Linked DNA regions of Mus musculus: regions 1 and 2 are each linked to region 3. Evidence: chromatin contacts called from public HiChIP or PLAC-seq and promoter capture Hi-C data. All regions are on one chromosome and are shown on one strand. The core of a region is the stretch at or near the end of the contact, and the rest is flanking DNA. Distances in the headings are between cores, read along the strand shown.

Region 1 (4,076 bases), core at 591-3,090, 140 kb after region 3:
GCTCATGGACACACGGATGTACACACGGATGGACAGACACAGGCTGGGAGGAAAGGAGGGAGGGAGAAACGGAGGGGAATTAAAAAAAAAACAAACTTTAAAGCACAAAAGTGCATCTCACCCTTTAAAACAAAAACAACAAAATCCACCTTTAAACTGTGCTTATAAATCAACCTGGGAAGGGACTGGTGGACTGAATTGTACACAGTGACCCTTGGCATTGCATTTATACTTTTATGACAGAAAATTAATTCCTCATAAAGACTGTGTACGAGGAAACACTGCCCCTCCCTCACTTAATGAATACCTTGTTTCACGCACCACTGCAGCTGCGCAAACACATCAGAGAGAAGCACTTCATGCAAAGCTTCGTAGAACTGGGTGAATACGTCACAAATAGCGTACAGTGCATGATTGCACGTGGTCGTCATCCACTCTGATTTCTGAAAGGAAAAAAAATGAATCTTCAAAACCAACATCTCTAGGGTAAGATGGCTGCTCTTGCAAGCCTGGCTGTCACTCACATAAGTATCGACATCTCAAACCTGACTGCTTCTGCTTGCTCAGAACTACTCTCTCCACCGTCAGATCCTACAGAAACAGTCAGGCGGGTGAGGAAATGTTTGCAGAAGAAAATGTCCACCCCTGTAACATTCAGACTCTGAAAACTGCATGGTGTGATAGGCTTCACTGTGGACTCACAAATATTAAACTGTCCCTTAAAATAATATGGGAAAATAAAGACAACTGCATACGGGCTAAAGAGATGGCTCAGCAGTCGAGGGCACTTGCTAGGCAATCACGAGAGCTGGAGTTCAGATTTCACAGCCTTGGAACAAGCTTACCGTCCCAGGCACCCATTGCCCCATGTGTGGGAAGGGCTGAGGGAATATGGCGCCGCTGGGGTTTGCCAAGAGGAGACAATGAGAGCCTCACATTCACCAGGAGAGCTTGACTCAAAGTAATAGTGGACTATGAAAGAGGCGGTCACCCAGCACCTTATCCTGCCCCCCCCCACACTCTTTCAAAAAATGACGGCATAAAAGTACCAGAGAAATATAAAAATGATTACACAATGACAGAAAAGAAAAGTGTCACGAATAGGGTTCTCAAAATAAAAGCCAGAAGGAAATGAAACTGAAGACCTGGTAACATAGCGTAAATAAAGACCAGCACAGGTGCTGGCCTACAGAGCCCCACCCCTGACCAAGAAGCCATCTGCAGCTGACAGTTGCCAGGAAAGGGAAATCCACTTTCCGCAATGGAGCGATACAGAGTGAGGAGTTACACTGTGTGTGTGTGTGTGTGTGTGTGTGTGTGTGTGTGTGTGTGTGTGTGTGTGTGTTTTTTAAGACAATGAGAAAGAACAAAGTTGGGTATGCGGGAAGAATGTGGGAACAGTTGGAGGAGGGGAAAACACAACCAAAATATACTGTGTGAGGAAAGTTTTAAGCTGGACGTTGGTGGTGCACATCTTTAATACCAGCATCTGGGAGGCAGAAGCAGGCGGATTTTTGAGAGTTTGAGGCTAGCCTGATCTATATATGGAGTCCAGAACAGCCAGAAAAAACTAAATAAAAAGAAAATAAAGATACCAATGAAAAAGTAAGACTACAAAGTGACCTTCGGGTCCACCCAGGCTGGAGGATGACACTGCCTCAAAAACAAAACACACAAGTGAAAAACCAACCAAACCCAGCCCCTCAACAAACAGAAGAGGAAGCAACTGGGAAAAGCTGATGACACAGGACAAAAAGCCAGGTCCAAAAAGCCAGGTCCCAATAGGAAGATGTGGTGATCAGTGGTGGCAGCCAGCCAGCCAGCCAGCAGAGCCTCTGCCCGTGCAGAGCACCGAGGTAAATGAAAGCAAAGGCTGGATAGTGTGGGGAAAGGGGAAGGCCCACAGTGCCCTGCAGACATGCAAGCCATGGTGTGTGGACATGAATGCAGAAGTTAGGCCTCCCGGATTCCTGTCCTCAATTACAAGGGAATTTAGGAACGCTCACTTCAGAGCGTCGCCCAGCGAGCATGAGGACTGAGTCCAATCCCCAGACCCCTAGAATCTGTGTAGAAAGCTATGCGGGGGCTGGGCATTGCAGAAACAAACCCTAGAGCTGGAGCACACGTGCGGACCACATGCTTCCTGCATGCTAGACAAGCATTTTTCTGAAATGAATATTTATCTATCTATTTATGATGAGGAAAAAATTACTCTAACATTAAAGAACAGGACAAATGTCTACACTAGGACTTCAACTGTATAAACTGTTTAAGTAGGAAAAGACAACATAGTGGTAGCCTCAGTTTCTATGTGATAGAGGTGTGAACTCTGTGTATCCGGAATATTTCATCTAGTGCATGTTATTTTTATGCTGGTATGAGGGGGAAATGATGTTCCTGAAATAATACATTAATAAAGGGCCAGTCAGGTAGTGATGGCACACACTCGTAATTTCAGCACTCAGGAGGCAGAGGCAGGTGGATAGCTATGACTGTGAGGCCAGCCTGGTTTACAAACTAAGTTCTAGGTCAGCCAGGGCTACACAAATAAACTCTGTCATAAAAAGACAAAAAAGAAAAAGAAAAGAAGACAGCTGTGCTTGTCTTGTCTGTGCATCTCTGCCATTGCTCTCGATCCTGCAAGACCAGGTCAGAGCGTGGCACACACAAGAAGAGCAGCCATGAGCCTGCAGAGCTGGCAGGCAGTGTCCAGGTCCAGGAGGGCAAACCATGAGGAACTTCCTCTCCCTTTTCCCAGAAAGGGATCTCCCAGAACTAGCTGACACTGGTCTAAGATGGTCAGTGCTTCTGTCCACTTGTAGAAGCATCTTAAATAGTTGTTAAGTTGTTAAACCCCTGTTATCTGGCAAGACAACCCCAAGGAGGAGGCCGGCCATGGGCCCATTACATCTACTCACAGGCCACACTGTAGACATCACCCACCTCTGACTGTTGCTCAGGGAGTTTCATGTTGTCAAAAATTCGAAACACGATTCTGAACAGGTCCTGCCACCAGTGCTTTGCAAAGGTGTGGCCATAGCTCTTCATAATCTCAAACATGACCGTGAGTCCCCTGGGGGAAAAATAAAGGAGAGCAGGGAGAAGGTGAGGAAGAAATGGCCAAACTGAGATGGAGGCAAGGGTCAGGGAGGGGAGGTGTGAACCTGGGGTGGGGTAAGAAGCGACTCATTTTAACATTGATGTCCAGCTGCCTTGGGGATCCAGTTACCTTGTGCGTACATCTAACTTGCATCTGTTAATGATGCAGGAGAGTTCAAACAGGATGGGAAACCAGCCTCTGACCCAGACCCTGTCACCAGGAGCCACATTCATATCATCACTTGTGTACTCTTGCAGCACCTGAAATGAAAATCATGTCTCAGATGTAGTGTAAGCAAGCAGGAGGGGTCAGAAAAGCAGCCACACAAAGACTGAGGCTCTAGACAATCTTTTCCCAAACTCTCTTCCGAAGTCTAGAAGGGGAAATCCCAGAGACCGAGGGAGACATTCCCCTGCCCACTGAAGGTGTCATTCCCATGAGCCTACAGACCAGAGGGAGGCAGCTCACAAGAGCACTGGGGCAGAGAGTGAATGTTACATTAAGAAACATGCTAAGGGGCTGGAGAGATGGCTCAGCTGTTAAGAGCACTGACTGCTCTTCCAGAGGCCCTGAGTTCAATTCCCAGCAACCACATGGTGGCTCACAACCATCTGTAATGGGATCCGATGCCCTCTTCTGGGGTGTCTGAAGACAGCTACAGTGTACTCATATACATAAAATAAATTAGTAAGTAAATCTTAAAAAGAAAAAGGAAAGATGCTAATGATCAACGGCTGCTAAGTACCCAGAATTCCTTGTGTTTCCAGAAATCACTGCGACATAGTACTCAATAGCAGCTACTACTAGTTACAAAGAGCTTGCTATGTGCCCATTTTACTGACAAGCTGCCTGGCTCACAGGCACTGACACCTAAGTGGTTGTCCATTATGTAGCCCGGCTGGGAGGATTTCCACAGCCTGGTGCAAACCTCCACATCAACTAGGATGTCTGTGTTCCCATCATTTCAATGCTTTGG
Region 2 (3,609 bases), core at 468-2,967, 250 kb before region 3:
CCTGCTTTATCGTTATGAGATGGGGCGGTCACTGAGTCAGGGGCTTGCAGTTTTAGCTAGCCCACCTCCCCTACTGTGCCTCAAAGCCCACCTCCCACAGTGACACCAACGTCTTCCAACAAGATTACATCTTCTCCAAGAAGCATATATGCCACTTATATATGCCACTTCCTATACCCAAGCATTCATGCACTTGTGTCTATGGGAGCCATGCCTGTTCAAACCACCACACAGGGTTTCTCCGTGTAGCCCTGGCCATCTTGGAACTCACTCTGTTATTGTGGGAAATATTTTTTTTTAAGATTTATTTATTGATTATATGAAAGTACACTGTAGCTGTCTTCAGATACTCCAGAAGAGGGAGCCAGATCTCATTACGGATGGTTGTGAGCCACCATGTGGTTGCTGGGATTTGAACTCTGGACCTTCGGAAGAGCAGTCGGATGCTCTTACCCACTGAGCCATCTCACCAGCCCTGTGGGAAATATTTTAAAAATCCAACTGACACGGTCGGGAGCTTGTGCCGGTAACTCTCTGCCCTGGCGGCCTGGTTGGCTATGCACTGGCGGCAAAGGCCGACCTGTTTTTATTTTGTGGAGACTCTGACTCAGAACTCCGAAATCTCTTCACCCAGCTCACTAGGTTCCCACTGGTGGATTACTGCCACGCCAACCCTGTGCTTCAAATCCCCCACAGCCTTTGTGGTGCATCTCAGGCAAACCCTCGCTTTGCTACTTTCTCTCTTAAACCCAGATGAGCCACTGTGTGAAGGAAAACACAACACAAACTTAGTTCAGAAACAACGGTAAATTAATCGCTGGGTGCAACAACTAAAATCCTAATCTTGTAAGCCTTATTAAATCTAAATCCTCGGGCTCGCATGATGGCTCAGTGGGTAAGAGCACTGACTGCTCTTCCAAAGGTACTGAGTTCAAATCCCAGCAACCACATGGAGGCTCACAACCATCTGTAATGAGATCTGGCGCCCTCTTCTGGTGTGTCTAAAAGACAGCTACAGTGTACTTATGTATAATAATAAATAAATCTTTAAAAAAAAAAATCTAAATCCTCCAGTGGTGAATCCTGACAGATCTGCCATTGAAACTGGGAGACACTTGTAACTACATCTTGTCCTCTTGTCCTCACGCTATCCCTGTCCAAAAAGATCTAACTCTCTCCTGCTTCCTCCGTCCAACCTGGAAGTCCCTCTTACTCACCCAGTGAATGGCTCTGTATTCATTAGGGAGTTGGTTCACAAGAAATCACTTGAGTGACTCACTCCTTGTCTGTAGTACCTCCCAGGAGAACAAACTTAACATCAAAATACAAACAACAACAGGCCCACCCACAACACTCTGTAGAGGAGGCTAGCCTCTAACTTAGAGGTCTGCCTGCCTCTCCCTCCCAAGTGCGTGGTTAAAAGTGTGCTGCCGAGCCGGGCGTGGTGGCGCACGCCTTTAGTCCCAGCACTTGGGAGGCAGAGGCAGGCGGATTTCTGAATTCGAGGCCAGCCTGGTCTACAAAGTGAGTTCCAGGACAGCCAGGGCTATACAGAGAAACCCTGTCTCGAAAAACCAAAAAAAAAAAAAAAAAAAAAAAGTGCCACAACTGTCTGGCCCTTCTTTGTTCTTGATAGACTCTATTTCCTAAAGGAAGCATGCATTGCCTTCCTGTGGCCGCCCACTGAGATCTGTAGGGGTCACCAGAGGTCAGAGGAGGCAGGAAATGGCAGCTGGAGGGTACTTTCTCTGCGTCCACCACTCAGGGCAGTGCTCCTCAGAGCAGCTGTCACTCTGTCACTCGGAGCTTGATGACTCTGCTGTCACACCCACTTCCTTCAAGCCTCAGGTAGGCCCTTATACCAACTACCTGTATCATCTGTATAAATGAAATATTTTGGGTCTAGGACAACAGTCTCCCGGCAGGTTTTTTGAATCAACTGTGTGTTTTCTCCACCACCACCACCCCCTCTTAAAAAAAAAAAAAAAAAAAAAAGAAAATCAAAACAGAGAGACAGAAACGTATCATTTTGTTCCCAAATACCTTTAAGGAAACCAAAACATATTTTAGATTCCACTCCTCCCCCAGGACCTGACCGCACTGGCAGTGGGGTGGCTCTGGGTGGCATGAACACCAAGGGAGGAGACACACTGTTTTTGCGAGTTGGGGACATTTTCTACTGACCTCTGACCTTTGGCCTTTCCCCCTCCCCCTGGATTGTGGGTTCTGTCTCTCTGTCTCTAAGCCTCTCGCTGCCCACACAGGCAGGAAGGAGAGTCCCCCGTAAGTATTTAGCTTCTCCAGAAGACGCCATCTTAGTCCTGCCTGCTTCCCTCTGCATCCCATTCTCTAGGCAGCACCAGTGGAGTAATTGGTGAAGGTCTGATGGTGTTGTGCTGAGTTTGGCCCCTCCTGTAATCTGTCACTCAAAGCCACCCTCAGTGGGTCTCTGTCTGCCCTCACCAGCACACCTGTATATGCATTGACAGCTGCCTCTTATGACCAGACACTGTGCCACACCCTGATCCCCAGCCCTCCCACACATACAAGAGGTCTGCCACCGAAGAGACTTCGTCATAGCTGAGGTTAACATCCATTGCTGAGTGGACAGGAGCTCTGTGTGTGTGTGTGTGTGTGTGTGTGTGTGTCTAGGCTCCCAGCTGCTCCCCTGTATGAGGTAATGATGTATGTGTCTTCACAGCAGTAAAACCCTAAGACACCCTGAGGAGGAGGGGTCAGTGGGTGAATGCGCTCACCATGTGAACGTGGGGACCTAAGTTCAGATCCCAGAACCTTCGAAAAAGCTGGGTGTGGCAGCACACATCTATAACCTCAGTGGGGGTGGGTAGGCCTAACTAAAACAGCCAGCCCTGAGCAATGGCTGCCTTCACCTGCACCTGTGTGGGGATATTGTCAGATGTCTCCACTGAGGGAAGACCCTGAGCAATATCCGAGAGAGAGAGAGAGAGAGAGAGAGAGAGAGAGAGAGAGAGAGAGAGAGCGCCATGCTGGAAAGCAGCAGAACTGAGACTTGAAGCCAGGCTTGTCTGAGACCAAGTTGTTCTTAACTGGGATATCAGCAGCGACTCAGCTGACAGAAATGTTGAGTGCTTCAGAATTCCTTGGGAATCCCTTGGGCGAAGCGGTGCAAATGGCAGGTCCCAGACACATGTGCCAATCAGCTCTGACAATCCTGCTGCATTGCCTGATGCTGCTGGTGTGTGGATCATACTTGGAAACAGGCTCTGGGGCCTCCATTGCTCTCTCTAAAGCCCCTCTTCCCACAAATGAGCCAGACCCTGGGTATGAAGCACCTCTCTCTAGTATGGAGAGTGCCTGGTTTCTGTTGACCGTGGGCATTTGCACTTGCTATGCTCCCTGTATGTAAGACCCTTGGGTCTCCTCTATTTTGCTGGAGGTTCCTGCAGACACCAGGCTGGGAGCTAGCATCCCCAATACAGTGTCAAATGGCAGGCTCATGGTACAAGCATGTTTGGCCGTCTCTGGGCCTCTGTTTCTCTTCCTTTTCTGAGGTCTGGCAGGGCTGGAGCTCACTATGCAGGCCAGGCTGACTCGGACTCACAGTGATCTTCCTGGCGCTGCCTCCCA
Region 3 (3,736 bases), core at 134-2,633:
AAACCTGGATCGATTTAAAATGCCTCATGCCAATGGCAGACATCAGAAAACTGTTGTCCTGTACAGTGGTAGCCCGGAGGGAAGCGGAGGCAGCAGGAGGGTTCCAGAATGAAACCCTCCTGTTGTGGAGAGAAAAAAAGCCAGAGCAGACTGAGACATCTAGACACATGGTTCACAACCTTCCCAACCCAGATGGTGGTGACCCCAAACCATAAAGTTATTTCCGTTGAGACTTCATAACCATAATTCATTACTGTTATAAATCATAATGTAAATATCTGAAATGAGATCCTAGGGTCCCCAGGGTCTGGAGCCACAGGTGGAGAACTACTGAGGGAAGCCTTCCAGGCAGAGAGCAGAAGTGTGAAGAGAAGCTGGGCACACCTTTAATCCCAGCACTCAGGAGGCAGAGGCAGGCAGATCTGAGTTCGAAGTCTACCGAGGTAGGTCCAGGACAGCCAGGGCTATAGAGAGAAAGCCTGGGGGAGTGGGCTGGGTAGAGATGTGAAAGGCTCTGAGCAGAAAAAGAACACAAGTTTCTAAGACATGAAATGGAATGGTATGTCGGTGTTGCCAGGACAAGGAAGGCTGCTGAGGGTCAAATGGCAGAAAAGACAACAGAGCCTGGCCTGACTCTGAAAGCCACAAAAACTTAGCTGCATGGCTGGAACCACTCAGACCACTGAGACCACTCAGCTACTTGGTAAGGAGACCACCAAGCTGGAAACTGAAGTATGTGAGGGGCACAGGTTTGCAGGTGTGCGGGTGGGACTTGCAAAGACCGGAGTGTGGATGGACAGAGGGATAGAAGCCTTGGACAGACGCCTAAACTGACCAGCAGAGCTCCAAACGACCTCCCAGCAACATCCTTAAAGACTGGAGCCTTAGACATCAGCTTTCTCGGAATCGGACTGCAGAGGGCCTGGGCCATCCTTAGTGTCGTGTGAGGCTGGCTGACGCCGGTGTGAGGCACTGAGAGTTTGGGTTTGGGTCTTTTTCTCTCGCCACTCACCCTGGAGCCACTTTCTCAGGGCTACATCCCCACCGCCTAGCATCACTAGAACCCCCTTGGGAGGCTTGATGGATAGGTGGGAGCATGTGTCCCCGACTGGGCAGGAAGCAAGACTGACTTCGCCTGCGAAGTTCGACTCCGCACAGCTTGGTGACACGGCCTGCATGGGGACACCTGAGCACGCTGAGGAGGGCCTGGGGCCCGCAGCTGGTTCCCGGCCGCTCCCGCCCACGGCCCCTTCTCCCGCCGGCTCCTACCTCCTCCTCCTCGTCTCCGGAGTCCGACTCGGGCTCAACCGGCACCTCGTCATTCTCGCCGATGGTCCGGATGAAGCCGAGCTCCGCCAGCATGCTGAAGAAGCAGCCACTTCCGGACGTAGCGAGTGCGGCGCGCCGACACGACCCGCCTTTTCCGCGACCCGCTCGGCGTCGCGCGCATGTGCTTCACGTCACTTCCGCTCGGGGGCGGCACTTTGAGACTTCGCGGGCCTGCGTGGTTTCCAATAATAAAATCAAATGGGTGGGGCGTTGTTTAGATTAGAAAACTACTTTGTTTTGGGAAAGAAATAGAAGTCTGAGAGTGTGTAAAGGTGAGGGAAAAATTAGAAGTATGTGTACATTTGGGAACTTAACAACAAAATGGTAGTCAGGGCTGCCATCTGGCTCAGCATGGCAAAGGCCACACTACTCCTGAGTGCGATCCCGGTACCTACAAGGGGAAAGAAGAGCTCGGAATCCAGAGTTGTCCTCTGATCTTCACACCCTTTTCAAGTGAACACGCCCCTCTGTATACACAATTATAATAATTAACAGGGGGCTGGATTCCTGGAGGGCTGGTTTAGTGGCTAAGAGCACTGGTTGCTCCTGCAGAAGACCCAGGTTTGATTCCTAGCACCCACAAGGTGGCTCACAGCTGTCTGTAACTCCGTATCTGACCTCTGCGGCCACTGGGAACATCTGGTGCACAGACATGTATGCAGGCATGATGCAGGCACATAAAAGTTTAAATAATAGATAATATTTTAAGGATGGTCGAATTGTAAGTTCTATTTTCTTTTCTTTTTTTTTTTTTAAAGATTTATTTATTATTATATGTAAGTACACTGTAGCTGTCTTCAGACCCACCAGAAGAGGGAGTCAGATCTTGTTACGGATGGTTGTGAGCCACCATGTGGTTGATGGGATTTGAACTCTGGACCTTTTGGTCTGTATCCCTTCTTTTCCACTGCCTCTGGTGAGTAGTAGACTACAAGAGAGGTTAAAGCATTTATGAACCATTATTAAAAGTACGGGTATGGGCTGGTGAGATGGCTCAGTGGGTAAGAGCACCCGACTGTTCTTCCGAAGGTCCAGAGTTCAAATCCCAGCAACCACATGGTGGCTCACAACCATCCGTAACAAAATCTGACTCCCTCTTCTGGAGTGTCTGAAGACAGCGACAGTGTACTTATATATAATAAATAAATAAATAAATAAAATCTTAAAAAAAAAAAAAAAAAAACATTAAAAGTACGGGTACTTGGGAGGCAGAGGCAGGCAGATTTCTGAGTTTGAGACCAGTCTGGTATACAAAGTGAGTTCTGGGACAGCCAGGGCTATATAGAGAAATCCTGTCTCAGAAAAAAAAAAAAAAAAAAAAAGCCAGGCATGGTGACACATGCCTTTAATCCCAGCACTTGGGAGGCAGAGGCAGGCAGATTTCTGAGTTCAAGCCAGCCTGGTCTACAAAGTGAGTTCCAGGACAGCCAGGGCTATACAGAGAAACCCTGTCTCAAAAAACCAAACCAGAGAAAAAAAAGAGAAAGAAAGAAAACAAAACAAAACAAAAAATACGGTCGAGAAAAAAAAATTAAAGCTACAACTGTGTCTGCATGCACACAGCTCTCCACCATGAAGACAATGAACAAAAGCGCTGAAATTGTAAGAACAGCCTAATTAAACGCTTTGTCATGGTGTCCCTTCACAGTAATAAAACAGTGACCAAGGACTCAGCGGTTAAGAGCACCAACTGCTCTTTCAAAAGTCCTAAGTTCAATTCCGAGCAATCATATGGTGGCTCACAACCATGAGTAATGAGATCTGACGCCCTCTTCTGGTGTGTGTGAAGAAAGCAATGGTGTACTCGTAACACAAAATAAATAAATCTTAAAAAAATAAAAAGCTGGGCATTGGTTGCACACGCCTTTAATCCCAGCACTTGGGAGGCAGAGGCAGGTGGATTTCTGAGTTCTAGGCAAGCCTGGTCTACAGAGTGAGTTCCAGCACAGCCAGGGCGATACAGAGAAACCTGTCTCGAAAAAAACAAAAACCAAAAAAAAAAAAAAAAAAAGCACAGGCAAAAAAACAGTGACCAAAAGAAACAAACCCACACTCATTTGAACAAGCATACACACATGTATGTGTCCCACATGTGCATACAAATAACCAAATAAAGGAAAGAAAACACTAAATTGTAATGCCATGGCCCCTGCTTAGACACCACCCTACTCTTAGAACAACAGGGTTTACCTACTCACGCCAACATTCTTTCTCTCATGCTTGCCCCTGAACTCACACAGATGAATCTCATTCTACCCAAAACCTATACATGGTCTGTTCCCTCTGTTTCAAATGCTGTTTCCTGGGCTGGAGAGATGGCTCAGCAGTTACGAGCACTGACTGCTCATCTGAATGTCCTGAGTTCAAATCAGGCCATGGCAACCACATGGTGGCTCATAACCACCTG

Evidence for each region. Promoter capture Hi-C pulls out the DNA fragments that hold promoters and counts their contacts. HiChIP or PLAC-seq counts read pairs in DNA pulled down with a chosen protein or histone mark.
Region 1: a promoter capture Hi-C map of the HPC-7 cell line shows a contact between it and region 3, with 2.3 times the contacts expected there. The contact joins the enhancer-like site here to the promoter of Ddx27 in region 3. A contact is called at or near these places in 4 of 39 promoter capture datasets (the HPC-7 cell line, hippocampal neurons, liver and 1 more), 12 of 484 Hi-C or Micro-C datasets (3T3-L1-derived adipocytes, astrocytes, cerebral cortex and 7 more), 2 of 115 datasets of contacts at active chromatin or transcription factors (both in embryonic stem cells) and 4 of 9 other capture datasets (adipose tissue, embryonic stem cells, liver and 1 more).
Region 2: a contact with region 3 is called in an H3K27ac HiChIP or PLAC-seq map of embryonic stem cells, with 6 read pairs. The contact joins the enhancer-like site here to the promoter of Ddx27 in region 3. A contact is called at or near these places in 4 of 39 promoter capture datasets (embryonic stem cells, pre-B cells and stem cell-derived epiblast-like cells), 1 of 15 datasets of contacts at CTCF or cohesin (large pre-B cells), 1 of 484 Hi-C or Micro-C datasets (embryonic stem cells), 2 of 115 datasets of contacts at active chromatin or transcription factors (embryonic stem cells and large pre-B cells) and 1 of 9 other capture datasets (pancreatic islet).

Annotation. Positions count from the first base shown.
Region 1 is chr2:166,872,860-166,876,935 of GRCm38.p6, reverse strand. It overlaps Arfgef2 (ADP-ribosylation factor guanine nucleotide-exchange factor 2 (brefeldin A-inhibited)), which reads right to left. Exons shown (of 39, transcript NM_001085495.2): 29 at 3,230-3,360; 30 at 2,944-3,073; 31 at 308-443. Among named protein-coding and RNA genes, the nearest start is that of Cse1l, 31 kb to the left of the region's middle. Within about 2 kb of position 1,840, at least 72 of the 459 cell types and tissues checked have an H3K27ac peak or open chromatin away from gene starts, as enhancers often do. A contact at or near this core is called in the HPC-7 cell line, muscle stem cells, myocytes and 1 more, where this site is marked.
Region 2 is chr2:167,264,144-167,267,752 of GRCm38.p6, reverse strand. No RefSeq gene overlaps it. Among named protein-coding and RNA genes, the nearest start is that of Ptgis, 25 kb to the right of the region's middle. Within about 2 kb of position 1,717, at least 7 of the 459 cell types and tissues checked have an H3K27ac peak or open chromatin away from gene starts, as enhancers often do. A contact at or near this core is called in embryonic stem cells, where this site is marked.
Region 3 is chr2:167,012,960-167,016,695 of GRCm38.p6, reverse strand. Ddx27 (DEAD box helicase 27) reads right to left here and starts at 1,383. Exons shown (of 21, transcript NM_153065.3): 1 at 1,270-1,383. The coding sequence starts at 1,362.